Regions from separate parts of the Zea mays genome. Here region 1 is linked to region 2. The links are chromatin contacts, called in public Hi-C maps. All regions are on one chromosome and are shown on one strand. Each heading gives the region's core, a stretch centred on a gene start, on an enhancer-like site or on the middle of the called end of the contact. The rest is flanking DNA. Distances are from core to core; before and after follow the strand shown.

Region 1 (5,441 bases), core at 173-2,672, 170 kb after region 2:
AACAAATAACTACATATATAATCCACTCTAAAAAAAATAGATACTCACGTTCATACTTCTTCTCGAACTCTCCGGTCAGATGCCTCTTCACAAAGGTTGTCTTGCCTACAAGACACGAAGAGGGATGTTTTCAGAATGAAATCAACAAACGTGAAGGGAAAATATAACAAAAAATCTAACTAATTAAAGGCAATTTGAATCCAAGCAGATTATACGAATGTGATAAAAAATCTATCTATATTCATACAAACAGACCAGATACCAGAACAGATTTTAAAAATATCAAGACACAGATCTCTCTAGATAATAGAGGATACTGGATTCTCATATTCCCGATCAGATTCAAAGGTGGCCTAAATGTATTGGTCTGTCCTCACCACTAGGACTAAAATGGCTGTGCAAAACACTGTTTAGACAATGAAGTTCGAAATAGAGATGGTGGGATCTCTCTTGTGTGAGGAGGGTTCTCTAGTGAGGAGAGCTTTAGATCCAAACGTGGGCTAAATGTATTGGGCAAAACACAATAATCTCAATCATTTATGTTCATTGATTGCGCTGAGTCGCTGACTCCAAAGCTACAACGCAGAAACAGTCGGGTTGTCCCCGTGCATTGGCAGTAAAAAAAACCTCGATTGTAAGCTAGTAGACTCAAAATTACCAAAAACACACTAAGGACTTGTTCGGTTAGCTCTTAATCCATATAAATTGAGTGGAATTAGATGGATTTAAATTCCAAGCAAGTTAAAATTCTTCTAAATTTTTTTTAATCCCATTCAATTCATATATAATGGGAATAACCGAACAAAACCTAATCGGGAAGGAATCTCGCAATTAACAGAAAGCGAGATCGTGCAACTCTATCACCTAATTACTGGTGCCGCCGTCGCCTACGATGACGAGTTTGAAATTGGGGTAGATTGGGAGAAATTTAACATTATGAAACACACGGGGACGGCTTCGACGAAATGGAGGCTAAGGGGAGGGATTCGCCGTTATAAAAAGGCTGGTCAAAGCCAACACTCTAAAATGGACATGAATACTCCATTACAAGGTTTAGAGCAGTATTAATCTAGTTGACACCGGGTTCCGTCCCCAAGCGCCGTCGCCGTGAGTTCTCCATCGCGAGATCTCCTCCATCGCCGTCGCATTCTCCTTCGCGCGGAAGCCGGGCGCCGCTGCCTCAGACCAAGAGCCGCCGATTGAAGCTGGCCCCCTACGCGCAGGCCAACCTGACGTGGGCGCAGCACGCCTTCAACGAGAAGGTGGCGGAGGTCTGGCGCGTCGCCGTGGACGCCTTCGAACGCCTCAAGGGCCGGTGGGCGTGCCTGCAGAAGCGCACGGAGGTGAAGCTGCAGGACCTCCCGGTGGTGCTGGGCGCCTGCTGCGTGCTGCACAACATCTGCGAGTCGCGCGGGGAGGGCATGGACCCCGCGCTCCGATGCGACATCGACGACGACGAGACGGTGCCGGAGAACCCCGTGCGGTCGGACGGCGCCACCAAGGCTAGGGACGACATCGCGCACAACCTGCTCCACAGCGGACGAGCCGGCACCAAATTCTTCTGAATTCTCTCAGTCGGTTCGTTCGTTCCATCAGATTCTTCTACTATGCTGCTGCTGCTACTCTGTCTCCTCTCCTTTCATTGGATTGGAACCGTCCATGGAATTGATCATTCGTTGGGTTGTGGTTAGGGTTTGGTTGCGCGTGGAAGGCAGCAAGAGCGAGCAGCGGCCTCTCGAATATTCCTGGTAACGGAAAAATAACGGCGTGAGTATGAGTGAATATCTATCGTTATTACCTATTCATATCCATTTTAAAGTGTTGGCTTTGCAAAGCCTTTTTATAACGACAAATTTTTTTCGTTAACCTCCATCTTGTCGAAGCCACCCCGTGGTGTTTCATAATGACAAATTTCTCCTGATTGGGGAGAGCCTGAAAAAATACAACAGCGTATAATATGAGTGAGGAGATCGGAAATCGCAACAATCGAGAGGTGGAGCGTAAGATCACCATTCGCAGCGGCTTCCTTGCGTGGAATGCGGAGACGAACCTAGGTCGGTTTCGAATTCCGTGTATATTGAATGAAGGGAGAAAAGATTGGATGGAGGGTTTTATGGGCGGCAGTAAACCCTGCTTCCAGAGAGAGAGTTGGAGGTCGGGATCGGGTCAGGAATTCGGGATGCCACTATCCTGCTTCATGTCATGTACCCGTGTCGTGCGTTATTTTTTTACAATACGTTTATTCTAAATTAACTCAGCGTAAAATTATTAAAAAGTGATGCAAGAGCATAATAGAAGAAGGGTAGGAGATATAGACAAAGGTATCTAACCAGTATAACATCATGCTCATGTGTTTATAATATTGAATATAAATTGTACATATCTATATATGATTTTTTATAAAAAAAATAATCGTGTCGAACTAGAACAACACTACGGTCGTAGCCCAACCTGCTGCCCCCGCCTACGATCGTAACCGCGAGCCGACCGACACGGGTACGGCGCGAGTCGGTCATGCTCCTGACCTTTCTCCGTGCGTGCCGTAGTGACGCCTGCCACACTTAGGTTATTTTGGTGATGACGATTCAATAGCACAATTTCGGACGATTTTGAATATCCGTCGGATATAATTGAGGCTATCATTTTCTAACAATTCAATAGCACAATTAATCAAATTTCTTCTCAGTCCACTATCATACACAGTTAAAAACTTAATAAAAATTATACAAATACACGTCTTTTAATAAGTAATATTCTCAACATATCAACATGAAAAAATGTGTCGAAGGGGAGGGGAGTCAGGGACCATTAGGAAAGCGGCAGCACATGCTCACCAGCGCCAGGATAGAAGCATGAAGGGGCAACAACAATGTGGATTGAGGAGCTAGGAGCGGCTGACAGATGCAGAAAGAGGTGACCATGCACGCAGAAAGGGGCAGCCTATAAGGCTATAATGCATGGGCTGCGGCCAATCGCACTAGAGCCTAGAAGGGGTAGCTATCGACCTCACCAGCGATGGTGCGGCTTATGAGACTTAGAAAAGGACACGAGGTACAGCATAGAAAGCCAACAAAGGTGAAAAGGGTGGCTAGCGATAGGGAATTTGGAGCGTTAAGACATGGGGCTTAAGGAGTTAGAATTTGCTCTTTGCTATATAATAGACAAAAAAATTATTGGCAATTTTCAGATATCCAATTGGTAACCCGCCAATAGGTGACAATATTTGAATCCATGCGCTCCCAACTTCGGGTTGGATACGGGTCTAACCCATAGGTCAAAAAATGTATCCATGTCTGGTTCCGTCGGATCAAATATCCAACGAATATCTAAATCCACAGATCAAACTCCCATCCCATCCCATCCCTAAATTAGAAGTAAACACATTTGCTCCATTAACCATCGGTTGCAGGTACTCCATCTCCCCGAAAACAAAATACAATTCAAACATAATACCAAGTCAAAGAATCTTGAGTTTCACGATGTTTATATAAAAAAAGTGTCAATATTTATGATATAGATTCTTCATTGAGTATATTTTATACTTGCTATACATATTTTACATCATAAATATTGTCAAACTTTAAATGGGTTAGCTAAGAATAGAATTGGAATTGCTCGGAGTAAGTAGGTTCCAAGTTACTTAAAGCTCAGATCAACAATCGTTACGACAGCCTCATCCATGCACACATCAACGGATCACAATTCCAAAATTCATTCACCATGACAGCATAGGCATGAGGGGGAGGAAGTATGCGCAGAAACAGCTTCTCTACTGTATGGTACACTTTTGTTGATACATTGTGAGGTTGTGCCTACACGGTGTGCTCATCAAATGGCCAAACTGTAGTCCCCAAAACCTGTGAAGTGCGTCGCAACGTGAGAATCGTCTTTCGAATTTAAAAAGTGAACTGGAGACCAACACATGTAAACCCACCGAGAAGTGCAGAACATACCATACTTAAATACCAACCTTGCTTAAATCACGTATGAAGAAATTTTGGCAGATCGCAGCCACAGTGTTTGTGCCATGCTAATGTCACCAGGGCTGACTGGACTTCTCTATGACTCAGGCCTCAGCAAAGAGATAATGCAGCAAAGGACCCACAACTGCTATACTCAGACTGTTACCCAGCATAGCATACCTGCAACAAGAGGGTTTCAAAAGATATATGGTAACCTATAACTATAAACACTATTCAGATAGTTACCCAGCATAGCCTCATCTCTCATGTTTCTTATATGTACTGCAATTCAAATGCCCTTGTCGCTTACTAAAGATAACCAGAAGTGTATAATGGAACTTAAACTCACTGTTGCCTAAGGCTTATGTGATCCGGGAAGCAGAAATTTGAAGGGAAGGAATGGAAATTGGCAACCTGAAAAATTATGAACAACATCAAGAGCCTGGGGAAGGATTTAAACATAAGTGTAAAAGGGCAGCCACCTCACGAGGGGTGAAAAATCGTAGGCCCAACTCCTTCAGGGAAGAAATTTGGAGCTTCTCTTCAGGAACATTGAGGTTCTAGTATTTGAAGTTATCATTAGGCAAAATCAGACAACATATAAATGACTGAATTTAGATAAAATGAAAAGAGTGATGAGTCTTACTTTAGATGTAGCCAACAAAGAGCCTGTCCCCTTCACATAACGATAGTAGCTTTTAGTGAAACAGCAGCACCGCTTAAATTCAGGGTATACAATATCTTGCAAATAGTCAAGTAGTCACCACAATACCAAATCAAAGATTACAAGTTAAAAAAATAATAAATGTAACATACCAAACAAACCCCATCAAGAAACAATAAAAAAACAATAAAGAAGGTAACGCAATACAAGAAAGAATCAAGGATACCCATAGCATTGCCCCACCGCTCAATCAAGTTTACTGGGACCATATAATCCTGCAAAACTGTCTCATCTGGAGTGCCTCCATCAGCCTCCTTGACTACATACGATAGTGTCGTTCGTTACAATTCCGGATCAGCTTCTTCAAATAAAATCATGTGAACTTAACAACTATAGACCTTACAGTAAGCGTTGCAGGTGAGCCTTCCTACTTACCAAGGAAATCTTTTATTGGCTTACAAACTGGCTCTAGCTCTTCTTCAGTCTGGTGGTCGCTACCCTGTGATGTACTGCTCAGTGTCAGGCTCAGGCACATAGGTGTCTGGAGCAACTTATTGTTGACGAATGCATGTCGAAACCGCACAGGTTCACGTTTCGCCTGTTGATAAAAATTCAGCTGTAGTTACATAATTGATCCACACAATCCGGTGGGTTTATCACTTATATACCAGAAAAAAGCCCCACAAGAACACAGTTTCTCATTTCTGAATGTGGCTCGGACAAATTTCCAGTCATTAGTTATGCCTTTTCAACACACTAAGAAAAGCATCATATATTTTATCATAAGCAACAGATTCCCTAGAGACCTGGACATC
Region 2 (5,582 bases), core at 147-2,646:
CATTTTCAAACAAAGAGTATTACATCTCACGGTCAACCAAATACAGTTACAAAAATCAATAGAAGTGTGTCCACAGACGCTTCATTTGGAAACCAAATGGAAATGGGCAGTGAAAATTCAACCAAATGAAACTGAACAATAGAAATACCTATAGTGGTAAGAAAACACAGGGATATGTAGTATATCAACCCAATAGCAAGTGTAAATACTAATAACTAGTTCGTGCTTGCTGTTTGCTGAAATGAATTCTACTGAGACTCCTGTAGAAAGGGCTCTGACATTGCAGCCATTTTAAAACCTTAAAACAAAGTCAAAGAATCATATCAACAATCTTCAATGCTAGAGACAATAATAACTTTTCCAAGGATAAATTCAATCAAAAAAAAACAGATCCTGATGAAAAAAGAAACTAAGTATTTGGAACAAAGGAGCAATCACTATCAGTGTGCAGACCAGATAACTGCATGAGACTACATAACCAAGTACCAACACCTTCCAGCCAATGCAAACACACCGACACTCAACTCCAGAAGGCAATTTAATCTATGAATAATGATAGCCAGTATGCTAACTAAAACTTGCAAAGATCTATCGCGTCTGCTACTGCTACCTAAGCTGTATCATGTCTCAGCAATGCAGCAAAATTGAGCTGTAATGTATTCTCTGAGGGGGGGCTGATTCGAGCATACAGGTCGGGGTTCTCGGAGGTCTTCTCGGTAAATGTGCCGCGGAAGGGGAAGACGGACTCCCAGATCCTCTCGACAACGTCAGACGTGTCGACGTCGAAGTAGGGCTTGTACGCCGCCACGGAGAACATGCGGAACCAGCCGCCCTGCGCGGCATCATCCGACCCTGCGCTGCCGCCTCTGCCACCGCTTCCGGCTCCTCCGCCCTTGGACGAGAAGGTATCTGCGCAAAAAAAGAGGCCACCGCGGCCAGGTCAGCGAGCCGGATCCGAAGAGAAACGTGGAGAATACGGGAGCTGAGGCCGCGAGATCTGACCGTCGGCGTCGGTGGGCGGGCGGTAGGCGCCAGCGATCTTGCCCCTGGCCTCGGACGGCGGGAAGGTCTGGAGGTTGGAGTCGGCAAACCTGATGGCCTGCGGATCTGTCCCGGTGGCCGCCTGCGTGGTGTGGCAAGAGAGAGATAGTGAGTCTGTGTTCTCCGCGACAAGAGGGAGACTGGCAAAAAAAAAAGTGCGGTTGCATACCGGGACGGATCCGGAGGCCTTGGGGTCGTCGAGGGCGGAGTACCCACCGCCGGACATCATGTTCGCCGGCCACGGAGAGCGGTGACGGAGGCAAGGAGCTGTGCTTCGTTCGCGGCGAGCAGGGGTGAGGACTGGTCTGGAGGAGTCAGGCTGGCCGCGTGGAGAGGTAGAGCGGGTGGTTTATGCGGGATCTGGCGCCGGCTTCTGCTGCTCGTTGGGTTGGGTTGTACCAATTGTGCCCACCTGACGCGCTCTGTTTACGTGAACCGGGCCATTGATGGTGTGATATCGGATATTTAAGGAGGTGTCTGCTTCTAGGTACTAATTTTTATTCCCAAAATTTTATTTTATTTTATTCTCTAAATTATAAAATGCGGAAACTAAAATAGAGTTTGTTTCTGTATTTAGTAATTTAGATACTAAAGTAGAATGGAGAGATTAAAAATTAATCCTTACAAACCAAACACCTCTTAAATGTCAATTACGATTATTATATATATGGGGTGTTTGAATGCACTAGAACTAATAGTTAGTTGGCTAAAAATTATTAGTGTAATTAGCTAGCTAACAAATAGCTACCTAACTATTAACTAATTTACCAAAAATAGTTAATAGCTGAATTATTAGTTACGGTGTTTGAATGATAAATATATTAAACCTAATTAATATATAATTAGCAAATTATTATTATAACATCGCATAGGTGAATTATATACTAATTAGTTTAATAGATCTGTATTGACGTTTATTCTTTATCTGTATAATTAGTTATGTAATTAGATTATTGGGGTGTTTGAATGCACTAGAACTAATAATTAGTTGGTTACAAATTGGTAATGGAATTAGCTAGCAAACAAATAGTTACCTGACTATTAACTAATTTACCAAAAATAGCTAATAGTTGAACTATTAGCTAAGATGTTTGGATGTCTCAACTAATTTTAACCACTAACTATTAGCTATAGTGCATTCAAACACCCCTATATTTAATACTTCTAGCTATCATCTAAATATTTTGATGTGATGTGACTAAAATTTAGTAACCAGGAACTAAACAGGGCCTTAGACTATTTGCTGGGTGTCCCTAAAGATTTAGTAGCATTCTAAAACTGCAGTAGTTGTCTCTAAAGGACACCCTAAATTTAGGGACAAATCCTCCTGCCCTAGATTTAGGATGTTCTTTTTTTCTAAATTTTTTATACTCTAAACTAAGCATTAAACATAATCAATATGTATGTATAGTTTTAGACTATAAAAACTACACATGTAAACAATCTGATTAAAAAATACATTAGAAATATGGTGTATTGTGTATAGAGGATGTATTTAAAGAGAATAGCTATGGAAGCTAGGATTTAGGGAATGGAATGGAATCTTTTAGAGGACGGTGAACAAGTAACTAGTTAGATGTTCGTGCATTGCAACGATTTCTATGTACCATATGGATAAAGTTAGTTTTCATAAAACACAAAGATATATATGTTTTCTTGGTTGTGTGGGTGTGAATGTGGAGCCATTAAGCTAACAACCAAGGTTCAAGAGTCCACTTATACATAATTTTACTTTATTTTTGCATAACATGGGAATAGGAAGTGTGACGACCGTGAAACCATAGAAATTGGTGCTTTATATCTATATTACTCCTATCTATACTACTCTATTAAGAACTTAATGTGGGCACCTGGTGCTACCACAGCTCCACCCTCCATGCCGACACTCTGGGTCTGCCCCACGCGCGTCGACTGGTTCTCCCATCCCTCTCTTAGATACTGTCATGTGGACACACTGACACTCTAGGCCCGTCCCCACGCTATTTGACGGGTTCTCCCGCCCCTCTCTCAGCTACTGCCCTGTGGATCCCAGTGCCCACGCAGCCATCTAATGCGCCTGCTCAGCATCCGACCCCACCCACGCAGCTGCCACACCGCGCAAAAAAAGTACAGAGCGAGCACTCGAACCCACACCTCCAACTCCAAAAATTTGGAGCTAACCACCAGACCACACATACTTTAGTGTTTAGTATTGAATTTGCTGGTGATGCACAGGTTACATATGAGTAGTGGGTGGCGATGGATGAACTCTCCTATCAATCTAATGGTGTGTGGTTGCTACGAGAGGGATGATCAAATCCTTTTGTAGGGTACCCCCTAAAAGTCACCTAGAGGGGGGTGAATAGGGCGAATCTGAAATTTACAAACTTAATCACAACTACAAGTCGGGTTAGCGTTATAAATATAAGCGAGTCCGAGAGAGGGCGTGAAAACAAATCGCAAGCGAATAAAGAGTGAGACACAAGGATTTGTTTTACCGAGGTTCGGTTTTCGCAAACCTACTCCCCGTTGAGGTGGTCACTAAGACCGGGTCTCTTTCAACCATTTCCCTCTCTCAAACGGTCCCTCGGACCGAGTGAGCTTCTCTTCTCAATCAATTGGGAACCAAACTTCCCGCAAGGACCACCACACAATTGGTGTCTCTTGCCTTGATTACAATTGAGATGATCGCAAGAAAGAATAAGAAAAAGAAGCAATCCAAGCGCAAGAGCTCAAATGAACACAACAAATCTCTCTCACTAATCACTAAAGCTTTGTGTGGAGTTGGGGGAGGATTTGATCTCTTTGGTGTGTCTTGTATTGAATGCTAGCTCTTGTAATGTAGTTGGAAGGTTGAAAACTTGGATGCAAATGAATGTGGGGTGGTTGGGGTATTTATAGCCCCAACCACCACAAAGTGGCCGTTGGAAGGCTGTAGTCGCATGGCGCACCGGACAGTCCGGTGCGCCACCGGACAATGTCCGGTGCGCCAGCCACGTTAGCAGACCGTTGGGGTTCGACCGTTGGAGCTCTGTCTTGTGGGCCCGCCTGGCTGTCCGGTGGTGCACCGGACAGGCCATGTAGGCTGTCCGGTGTGCCACCCGCGCGTGCTCTGCTCCTCTGCGCGCGCAGGCGCGCATTTAATGCGTTGCAGTCGACCGTTGCGCGCGAAGTAGCCGTTGCTCCGCTGTTACACCGGATAGTCCGGTGTGCACCGGACACTGTCCGGTGACTCACCGGACAGTCCAGTGAATTATAGCAGAGCGGATTTCCGAAGCTGGCGAGTTCAGAGTTGCTCTCCCTTGGGGCACCGGACACTGTCCGGTGGAGCACCGGACAGTCCGGTGAATTATAGTGAAGCATCTCTGAGATTTCCCGAAGGTGAAGAGTTCAGCTTGGAGTTCCCTGGTGCACCGGACACTGTCTAGTGGCACACCGGACAGTCCGGTGCGCCAGACCAGGGCAGCCTTCGGTGATCCCTTGCTCTCTTTGTTTGAACCCATTCTTGGTCTTTTTATTGACTTTTTGTGAACCTTTGGCACCTGTAGAACTTATAGACTAGAGCAAACTAGTTAGTCCAATTATTTGTGTTGGGCAATTCAACCACCAAAATCAATTAGGAAATAGGTGTAAGCCTAATTCCCTTTCAATCTCCCCTTTTTTTGTGATTGATGCCAACACAAACCAAAGCAAATATAGAAGTGCATAATTGAACTAGTTTGCATAATTGTAAGTGCAAAGGTTTCTTGGAATTGAGCCAATATAAATTCTTATAAGATATGCATGGATTGTTTCTTTATATTTTCATCATTTTGGACCACGCTTGCACCACATTGTTTTGTTTTTGCAAATTCTTTTGTAAATTCTTTTCAAAGTCCTTTTGCAAATAGTCAAAGGTAAATGAATAAGATTTTGCGAAGCATTTTCAAGATTTGAAATTTTCTCCCCCTGTTTCAAATGCTTTTCCTTTGACTTAAACAAAACTCTCCTTCAATGAAATCCTCCTCTTAGTGTTCAAGAGGGTTTTAAGATATCAATTTTGAAAATACTACTTTCTCCCCCTTTTGAACACAATAAGATACCAATTTGAAAATCATTAGTTTTAAAATTAGGTGGTGGTGCGGTCCTTTTGCTTTGGGCTAATACTTTCTCCCCCTTTGGCATGAATTGCCAAAAACGGATACTTTGAGTGAAATATAAGCCCTTTTAGACTACTTTCTCCTCCTTTGGCAAACAAAATATGAGTGAAGATTATACCAAAGTTGGAGAGTTGCTCGGAGCGACGGCGAAGGATGAGTTATGGAGTGGAAGCCTTTGTATTCGCCGAAGACTCCAATTCCCTTTCAATACACCTATGACTTGGTTTGAAATTCACTTGAAAACGCATTAGTCATAGCATATGAAAGAGACATGATCAAAGGTATATTTATGAGCTATGTGTGCAAAACATCAAAAGAAATTCCTAGAATCAAGAATATTTAGCTCATGCCTAAGTTTGTTAAAGGTTTGTTCATTTAGTGGCTTGGTAAAGATATCGGCTAATTGATCTTTAGTGTTAATAT

What was found. A called contact is a pair of places that touch in the nucleus more often than the background predicts.
Region 1: a contact with region 2 is called in a Hi-C map of endosperm, with 5 times the contacts expected there. The contact joins the promoter of LOC103637360 here to the promoter of LOC100193527 in region 2. A contact is called at or near these places in 3 of 25 Hi-C or Micro-C datasets (ear, endosperm and seedling).

The regions. Positions count from the first base shown.
Region 1 is chr8:146,385,181-146,390,621 of Zm-B73-REFERENCE-NAM-5.0, forward strand. It overlaps LOC103637360 (GTP-binding nuclear protein Ran1B), which reads right to left and starts at 1,423. Exons shown (of 8, transcript XM_008659573.2): 1 at 1,235-1,423; 2 at 873-972; 3 at 49-105. The coding sequence starts at 1,423. It overlaps LOC542067 (DNA methyl transferase 4), which reads right to left. Exons shown (of 12, transcript NM_001111703.1): 6 at 5,062-5,224; 7 at 4,853-4,945; 8 at 4,609-4,703; 9 at 4,445-4,522; 10 at 4,312-4,376; 11 at 3,954-4,142; 12 at 3,619-3,857. The coding sequence ends at 4,067.
Region 2 is chr8:146,218,006-146,223,587 of Zm-B73-REFERENCE-NAM-5.0, forward strand. It overlaps LOC100193527, which reads right to left and starts at 1,397. Exons shown (of 5, transcript NM_001138639.1): 1 at 1,211-1,397; 2 at 1,003-1,123; 3 at 690-909. The coding sequence starts at 1,270.